Regions from separate parts of the Mus musculus genome. Here region 2 is linked to region 1. Evidence: chromatin contacts called from public HiChIP or PLAC-seq data. All regions are on one chromosome and are shown on one strand. Each heading gives the region's core, a stretch centred on a gene start, on an enhancer-like site or on the middle of the called end of the contact. The rest is flanking DNA. Distances are from core to core; before and after follow the strand shown. Region 1 overlaps Polk (polymerase (DNA directed), kappa). Region 2 has its middle 20 kb from the start of Gm41027.

Region 1 (4,170 bases), core at 1,000-3,499:
CCTAAGTCCTAGTTAAAACAATGTTCATTCGGAATTTTAAACAAAGGATAATTTGTGTTTCCTGATTTTATTCTACCATACAGTAGAATTAAAATCAAAACTTATGGGTCTCAATGACTTGTTCAGTATGACCTATAGATAAAATTCTGAAAAAAAAAAAGAATTTCCTGAGACTGCTCCACTCCGTGTTCCTGGCTGGCCTCACACTTACAGAGATCTTTCTGCCTCTGTCTCTGCCACCTGTGAGCTATGATGCCCAACACGAAACTCAGAAACATTTAAGATTTACAGAACTCCCACTCCAAGTTTCTCTGACTTTCCAATGTAACCGGCACTATTTTGCGTTTTTCTCTATTCTGGTTAATAGGTCTTTGTAGCCTCTGTCAGTGCTCTTCGCAGGCCCGTTAAAAATCATGAAACCTTCCGACATTATGGTGATTTGCCTTAGGTTCCAAGTAAGTGAATAGTCTTGAGTACTAAATGTAGCTGGATTAATCTGTAATAACCATGACTTTGTATGTATATTAATAAATAATTGCATAATAGCACTATTGGTATAATAACTTTTCTTCCCTGTGCATGTATCTCAGTTGTGCTGTTATAAGCACAACTATGTATAAGTGTATCCAGGTAGATATTAATTTATATAAAATGTACTGAATCCATCAGCCTACATTTCTAGTAATGGAAATTGTAGTTTCAAAAATATAAAGGTCTTTCAAGAAACTCCCATGTAATTTATCTTTAATATTCGTAACATTATAAAGAATATCATACTTTTGTAAATATACTCGCAAAAGTTGATTACATTCAAGGCCAGCCTGGTCTACGGAGTGATTTCCAGGGCAGCCAAGGCTACACAGAGAAACCCTGTCTGGAGAAAAAGGAAAAAAAAAAAAAAGTTGATTACAAACACAAAAAGTAAGTGTAGACACAATGTAGGGGTTTCTTACATGTTAGCTCATCATTTGTATTAGCACACAAAAAAGACAGTTTTGCTTCATTTGGCATGTCTGCCTTCCAAGCTAATGGTTTCCAGTTGGCCTTTGATGTTAACACGTAGGTAGGCAGGCTCATAATCAGTGTGAACCTCCAATCTCAGTCATCTGTAATAGGAGGATTTATAAGGACTTGTAACTGATAAGCACACTCTTCCAGTGACCCAGAACAGCCAATACAGAACAGAAAATTTATGACTGGAAGTAGCATTTTATCGTTTATGATTGGCCATTATAGTCTCTAATCTTAGCATAGGAATAATCCCACAGCCCAAGAGCTACGGAATTTTCTTTAGCCTGTGCTGGTCTTTCTTTCTCTCATAATTCCCTTTTTCCTTGCATTGCTGTTGTCTGAGGTGTTGTATATTAGGAGTCACTGTTGCCCCTCTGAGGTCATCCTGTCCATGACAGGTTGGTGGGAAAACTGTAACAGGCAGACATGACGGTAACTCAGTCACTAACCTCTAGCCTGGCGAATTGGGTGGGTTTCGTTGTTTTGTCTTTTATTGTTTTCTGTGCTGGGAATGGAGCTCAGAGTCTTGTGTGTGCAAATCGGGCGCCATAACATAAAGCTGGGTCCCTAACCTCTCACCTGTGGAGGATTCTCATTTCCATCTTGGTTCTCCCTTTGGTATTCCAAGAGCCCCTGACTCACTCCTTCCTCCAGTTTCCCAGGCCCTGTGATGATTGCTAGCCTATCTCTCAAAGCTAGTCTCCATGCCCTTACTGCAAACATCAATGTCATATTTCTGTCTCTAAAGGAAATTATGATACTAAATGGTTAGTAGTATAGAAGTGGGCATTTTTAAATAGACATTGCCAGTTTTTACATTTCTTGCTCTTCCTTTATATCTAACAATCCACACTTCATTTAGATTGATGGATTCTTTTATTAACATGTATTATTGTTATCAGTAGTAGTAGTATCTGTTATTCTGAAATGTTTATATTGCTTCTTAAAAAAAAAAAAACAAAACTTGTTTGTTTTGGGGCTCTTATTGTGTAGCCCAGGCTAGCCTTGAACCTTCTTCCTGCTTGCATCTCCCAGGTGTTAGGTTCCTTAGCAGTTTGCTTTAATCTTTCAGGTGACTTTATCACCTGCCTTAGACTTCCTTCTGTGCTGATTTTTATGAAGTGACCCTTCTGAGAGAGCTGTGGTTTTGGAATTAGTCAATGGAAGAGCTGATGGGGTACTGACTCATACCCTAAAGCATTGAATACAGTGACTGAAAAATTTGTCCCCAGAGAAAATGCTAACATTCCAAAGGAAGGCCTCTGTTACACAGAGGACAGTCAGCTCTCCCTCCACTCTGGCTCCAGGCGACTGTGGCAAGTGCTTTCCCCCCAGGGAACCATCTCGCTGACCCTGTCCAGACATTGCTAAGGAATTTAAACATAAAGGAAGTGAAGGTAGTGCTGAGTTGTATGTTTTCTGTTATTTTTTTAACTGGCTATTTTATTTATTTACATTTCAAATATTATCCCCTCCCAGGAAGGTCTTTCCTCTGGAAACTCCCTATCCTATCCCCCCACCCCCTGCCTCTATGAGGGTGCTTCCCCACCCACACACCCATTTCTGCCTCCCTGCCCTTTCATTCCCCTACACTGGGGCATCGAACCCTGTCAAACCTAAGGGCCGCCCCCCCCCAACCCCCCCCCCCCCCCCGCACTGATGTCCAACAAGGCTCTCTTCTGCCATGTATGCAACTGGAGCCATGGGTCCCTCCATGTGTACTCTTTGGTTGGTGGTCCAGTCCTGGCAAGCTCCGGGTGGACTGACCTATTGACACTGTTGCTCCCCGATGGGGCTGCAAATCCCCTCAGTAATGGTAGATATGCGTGAAATTATAGAGCGTTGCACATTAGAAAACAAAGCATCAGTCTGACGCTGGAGCTAAGCCCTCATTCGAGAAGGGTTATGTTGTTAAGGAGTTTGACACCTCTACCATACACTATGGGAAAACTTAGAAATCAACTGCAGCAAACCAGAGAGCCATGTCAAGGTTAGACTCAGAAGCAGCCTCAGAACGGTCTGCAAGGCGGAGTCATGAAAGAACAAGAAAAGAACAGCTTGTATAGAACGTCTTGAGTTTAGTAGATATTTGTTTCCTTCCAATAGCATAGAATATAGCATAATAACTCAGTTTCTCATTAGCAACATAACCCTGCCCCATCACCAGCTTTCCTTTGTCATTTTATATTTGAATAGTAAATTTATAGATTGTAAAATTAAATATTGTAACAGTACAATATCAGAAAGTGTTCTATAGGAGAGGCGTTCTTTTTATCCTCCTCTAAGGACATATGTACACGTCCCTTAGAATTTGTGTACCTTACCATAAATCTCAGATGAAACAGAATTCATCTGCTCAGCATTTCCTTTATATGAACAGATATTTTTGCTGCCATGATCTAGTAGCCAAGAACTTGTCAGCCTGCCTCTTCATGCTAGCTTCCCTGGAGTCAACAATCCTCAAAATAGTGAACTTCTGGAAAATACACATTTGCTGACTGGGGAGATAGCTCAATCAGTAAATCTGAGTTTGATCCTGAGAATCTATCTTTAAGGGGGGGGGGAGGGGGCGGGGAGCCAGGCCTGAATCAATGCTGGAGCTTATTGCCTGGCCATCGATGATGAGTTCCGGGCCAGTGAGAGACCCTGTCTCAAACGAAAGGTGGATGGGGCTTGGGTGGTGGCTCAGTAGGTAAAATGTTTCCCTTATACATGTGAGGACCTAAGTTCAGATTCCCAGAACCTGTGTGAACTGCCAGGCACCGTGGCAAGTGCCCAGATCCAGTAATGAGATGCAGTTCTGGGAGGCCTGCTGGCCAGTTAGTCTAGCCTGCTTGGCTAAGCTCTAGGCCAAGCAGAGACTCTGAAGCAAATGCTGGGAGTGCCTGAGGAGTGGTTGTCTGACCTCTACATACACAACCACACGCACACACAAAGGCAGATGGTGCCTGTGGAATGATACGTGAGGTGGTTCTTTGGCCACCACATACTCACAAATGTACATCTGCACACACAAACATGCAGGCGAGCGAGTGAGCGAGCACATGCACACACACACATAACATAAATTTAGCTTTTCATAATTTTATGTGTTCCTGACTCTGTTTACTTCCTTCCTGGGTGTGTTTTCACTGTTACAGAGCCAGGAAGCCTTTCCAA
Region 2 (4,476 bases), core at 1,338-3,837, 430 kb before region 1:
CTGCCATAGCATGGGCAGGAAGATGTGATCTGGGATCATCACAACAGGTGCAGTCACAATGCGTCTTGCATCTTGCAAGAGGGAGGTTTAGTTCAACGTGAACCAATAGCGGTTGTGACCAAGGAGCATGATGGGTGTCGGCCAATGGAGGAAGAAATGTGAGGGATAGGTGGAGGGACTCCAACGAAACTGACCTGACCAATTCTTGGTGATGACAGACATTTCCTGGGGGAGATGGAAGAGGAGGCCGCTGATCCACTACAGAGCATGCGCAGAGCAAGTGGGAGGGATTTTGTTACTCACCTACTCGGCTCTTTGCAAACCTTGAATTTTTCCAAGATGTGCTCAGATTGGTCAAGAGTTTCATAAGCTTGATGATAATTCGACAAAGATTCTGACAGAACTTATCGAGTAGCAGGGCTCTGTAAGTGATATCCTCAAATTTACCACATCAGACAGTGAACCTCCATCCGGTGGGGAGCCCGACATACAAATGAGAGCTTTTTAGCTGCCAGATGTCTTCATGGTTTTTGTTTGTCTTTTCTTCCTGAGAGTTCATCAAGCTTACATTCCAAAGTCTTTTCCTTCTGTCCACACTGGAGTCCAGAGGAATTTTGTCCCACTCACCGTTTGTCCTCCTCTCTGTCTTAATTACCACCACCAAGAACGTCCTGCAGTCCTCAGCTTCGGCACTCTATAAGCACAGTGTTTGTGTCAATCACCTACCCTCTCTTTGAATTTCCAACGTTGTGTGGTTTCTATGGACGTGTGGACATTAATGCACGGCTATGCTTTTCTCTCCTTAATCTTCCTATTGTTGTCTCTCTTGGTAGACCCCTACCTATACTTTAATTACTGCATTATGTTAACATCAGTGCCCCCAAGGCCACCCATATGGTAGAAACTGACTCTAACAGTCTGTCACTGTGCCCTTGTCCTACTTGCGTCCTCGGGAATGGCTTGAAGTTAGTCCTGGTGGGAGCACTGAGCAGAGGTCCCATATGAGGGTAGTATGGTTTTATGTTTCTGGTGTTTATTTATTTATTTATTTATTTATTTATTTTATTTTTGAGAGTAGGTATTGACATACATGCTGGTCAGAATATCAGGCAGCACCAAGAAATAAAATTCTATGTTTTAAATACAGCTGGGTTGATGACAGGGATTCATCAGGAGTATAATATGAAGATAAAATATTTCCTCTTAATTCATTGGCTAGCTTTGAAGATTTAAACACTGATTTAATTAGATTCACCATCTCTCAGGCTCCAACTCTGTGCTGATGTCTAATTATATGGTAGCTGGTGGCAGATTTATTTGACTTTCTTTACAGGTATATATACAAAATTCCTAGGGCTACCAATAGAACATGAGCTATTGGGTAGCTCAAGACAAAAGAAATATATTCTTCCATGGTCTTGAAGCCTGGAAGACTGCCATCACAAAGCACCAGGAGAGCCAGGCTCCCCTGAGTCTGGGTGGTACCCTTTGTCTCTTGACTCCGAAAAGATGCAAATGCAATGAGTTTTAACTAATTGTACTTACAAGGACCATATTTCCAATTGAGTTCATAGTTTGAGTTTCTAAGGAATACAATTTTGGTCTTTTATTTCTGGGAACATAATTCACCCCCTCATAACAGCAAGCAGCCTGCTTCATGAACAGTGCATTGCAACCTACTAGAACCTGCAGACCCAAGCTCACATACATGGCTATATGCATCCGATCTGCATGACTCGGAACTTTTTTCTGGATCTAGAACTCACTTTAGCCAGGTAAGGAAGAAGAGCCCAGGACTCCAAAACGGCTTAAGATCAAACATAATTATCTCTTGTTTCGGCTGAGGATTTAAGTAAAACAAGCTACAGATGTCAGAGGTTAGAAACTGCCATAAGATGCATGTCATTATTTTCTAGTCCTAGGATGATGTCGTACCCAAGAAGAGGATGGCAGTATTTATCCAACCCTATATAAGTACTAACATGTCAGCAATTGTCACCGCCTCCTAGACCCTACAGTGAAGGAGGTAGCTGTCATAGAACCAGGCTGAGTCCTCCTTCCAATTCTGGCATAGCGGTGTATTAAATTTTTACTTCCTTTTGTGGGATGCTATGCTTTTGATGTGATGTGTTCTCCAAAAGGCTCATGTATTAAAGGCTTAGCTCCTACCTGGTCGGTTGTTGAGAAGTGATTTGGATTGTGAGGGCTATGGCCTCACCATTGGAGAAATGGATTAAAACATGAAGTTGTCTATTGGTAGGTCATAGAAACTGGAAGATAGGGGAGGAAGTAGGTCACTAAGGATGTGTGGGGTGTTGTCTTCAAAGACTATATCCCATGCCAGCCCCTTGGCCTCCATAGAGCAAATGACTCTCTTCTACCATCCGTTTATGCTGTGGTTCTCTGTCTCACCACAGCCCTAGACATCACGGAGCCGATTGGCCATGGAATGAAACGTCTACAAACACGGGCTAAAACTGAACTTTCTCTTGGGTATTTTTCACAGCAGGGTCTATTTGCTCTTAGTCAACATTGGTGTAGATGTCATAGTTTGGGAGCTAGTTATTTGAACTACTTGTTTGTTTGGGGGGTGGGGTGGGGAGCAGTCCAGAGTGGTGACTGTACACCCTGAGTTACCAGGATACAGACTGGTAGGACACAGGCTGGTAGAAGCAGGTGCTCTCTCTTCCGGGTAGGTCTCACTCTAACTCTCTGCCAGGGGCTCTTTAGTGTGATGTTCATGGCTACAATGATCAGCAACCTTGCCTTTTGTTCAGACTTATGAGTAAAAAAAAAACCCAAAGGTAGGACCATGGAGAGTAGCCCAGGGTGGGCATTCTCTCAGATATTCAGACGCCTATAACATATTTCTAACAAGAAGATAATGCATTGAATATTTCTTTCTGGTTAAAACAACATAGTATGTTAGCTATCTTTGTAGTCTTATAGGAGAACAAAATATACTGAGTATTGATGAGTTTGGGCAGATTTTTCTTTCAAAAAAACTGGTCCATTTCTTTTGGATTGTCTTTAATTTCACCCGTTTTTTGCTTTAATTCTTATTCCTTGTCTCCTTGCTTTGGATCTAATTTGCTCTTCAGCTTCTAGTTCCCCAAGATGCCTGATCTGTTCTAACACGTGCATTTCGCACCAGTCTTTAACCACTTCTTCTGCCACAAATTTTAGCAAATTGTGTCTTCATTTAGCTCAAAATATTTAAAAATTTCTTTGGATCATTAGATCATTATTCTTTGATGTCATTAAGTTATTAAGATGTGTGGTTTTTGTGACTCAAAAGCATCTACACTGAGATCTGATGCTTTCTTCTGTCATGTAAGCACACATGCAAATAGAGTATATATATATATATATATATATATATATATATATATATATATGCTCTATTTAAAGTATCTATTTAAAAAGATACCATGTAAAAGAAAATAAAATTTACCAAACGGAGGCTCAGATGAACCTATATAATTGAAAGAATCACTGACTGTTAAGCTCTAGAAATCGAAAGAAAAAGATCCACGCAAGATGCATCATGACAGCATTTTAGAATGGCTGGATTAAGGATAAGACCTCAAAATGATAAAAAAAAAAATCAGGAAGGGGCTAAAATTGATGACTCAGCTGTTCAGAGCACTGGCTGCTCTTGTAGAGGACTAGGATTCCATTTCCAGAACTCATGTGATTTCTCACAACTGTTCCAGGTCCAGTTCTTGGGGATCCAATACCCTCTTCTGGCCTCCACAAGCCCCAGGCACACAAATGGTATACAGACATGCATGCAGGCAAAGCATTTATAAAACAAAATAAAAGCCAGGAATTGTCATCACAACATAGGAAGTCACAGGACAATGCTGAATGCCTACAACTCCCAGGGGAACATAGTTTTCACTATGCAAGAACTGCAAACCCAGAAAAGCTGTCAACCAAATGGGAGGGCACAGTGGAATCAGCGTGAGATGCTCAAAGTAGCAGCAGCTCTCCCTTCCATCTGCTCTTCCTCACGAAAGAGAACACGTTCAACAAATCAGAGGCAACTCCCGTGGAAACCACAGAGCCTGGAGGAACGTGAGAAATCTCAAACAAGAGGCTGTAGGAAGACTCATCCATGCTATAGGGAGCCTGTACAGTTATAGCGATGCAGCAAGCACAGAACAATCAGACTCCAAGCATGGCTTCCAGAGAGGATCAAAGGAACTACACTGGCCTGTTGTATCTGTGGTTTCTTCCTTTCAGGATTCAGCCAGCCACAGTTTAAAAATATGTTCTAAAATGGTATATATATATATATATATATATATATGCTATAGACATGTTTTTCTTAAAATTATATCCTAATACAATGTAGCAACTATTTAAATAGCACCTCCATTGTATCTTATATGTGCCATCCATAGAATACTTAACACATCTAAGAAGATAACTGTCATTTCAATCCATATATTTCACCATTTTATGGAAGGG

What was found. HiChIP or PLAC-seq counts read pairs in DNA pulled down with a chosen protein or histone mark.
Region 2: a contact with region 1 is called in a FOXA1 HiChIP or PLAC-seq map of pancreatic cancer cells. The contact joins two enhancer-like sites. A contact is called at or near these places in 2 of 115 datasets of contacts at active chromatin or transcription factors (memory CD8 T cells and pancreatic cancer cells).

The regions. Positions count from the first base shown.
Region 1 is chr13:96,532,005-96,536,174 of GRCm38.p6, reverse strand. The region is part of intron 1 of Polk (polymerase (DNA directed), kappa); the gene reads left to right. Among named protein-coding and RNA genes, the nearest start is that of Polk, 8.5 kb to the left of the region's middle. Within about 2 kb of position 2,249, at least 63 of the 459 cell types and tissues checked have an H3K27ac peak or open chromatin away from gene starts, as enhancers often do. A contact at or near this core is called in pancreatic cancer cells, where this site is marked.
Region 2 is chr13:96,961,117-96,965,592 of GRCm38.p6, reverse strand. No RefSeq gene overlaps it. Among named protein-coding and RNA genes, the nearest start is that of Gm41027, 20 kb to the left of the region's middle. Within about 2 kb of position 2,587, at least 20 of the 459 cell types and tissues checked have an H3K27ac peak or open chromatin away from gene starts, as enhancers often do. A contact at or near this core is called in pancreatic cancer cells, where this site is marked.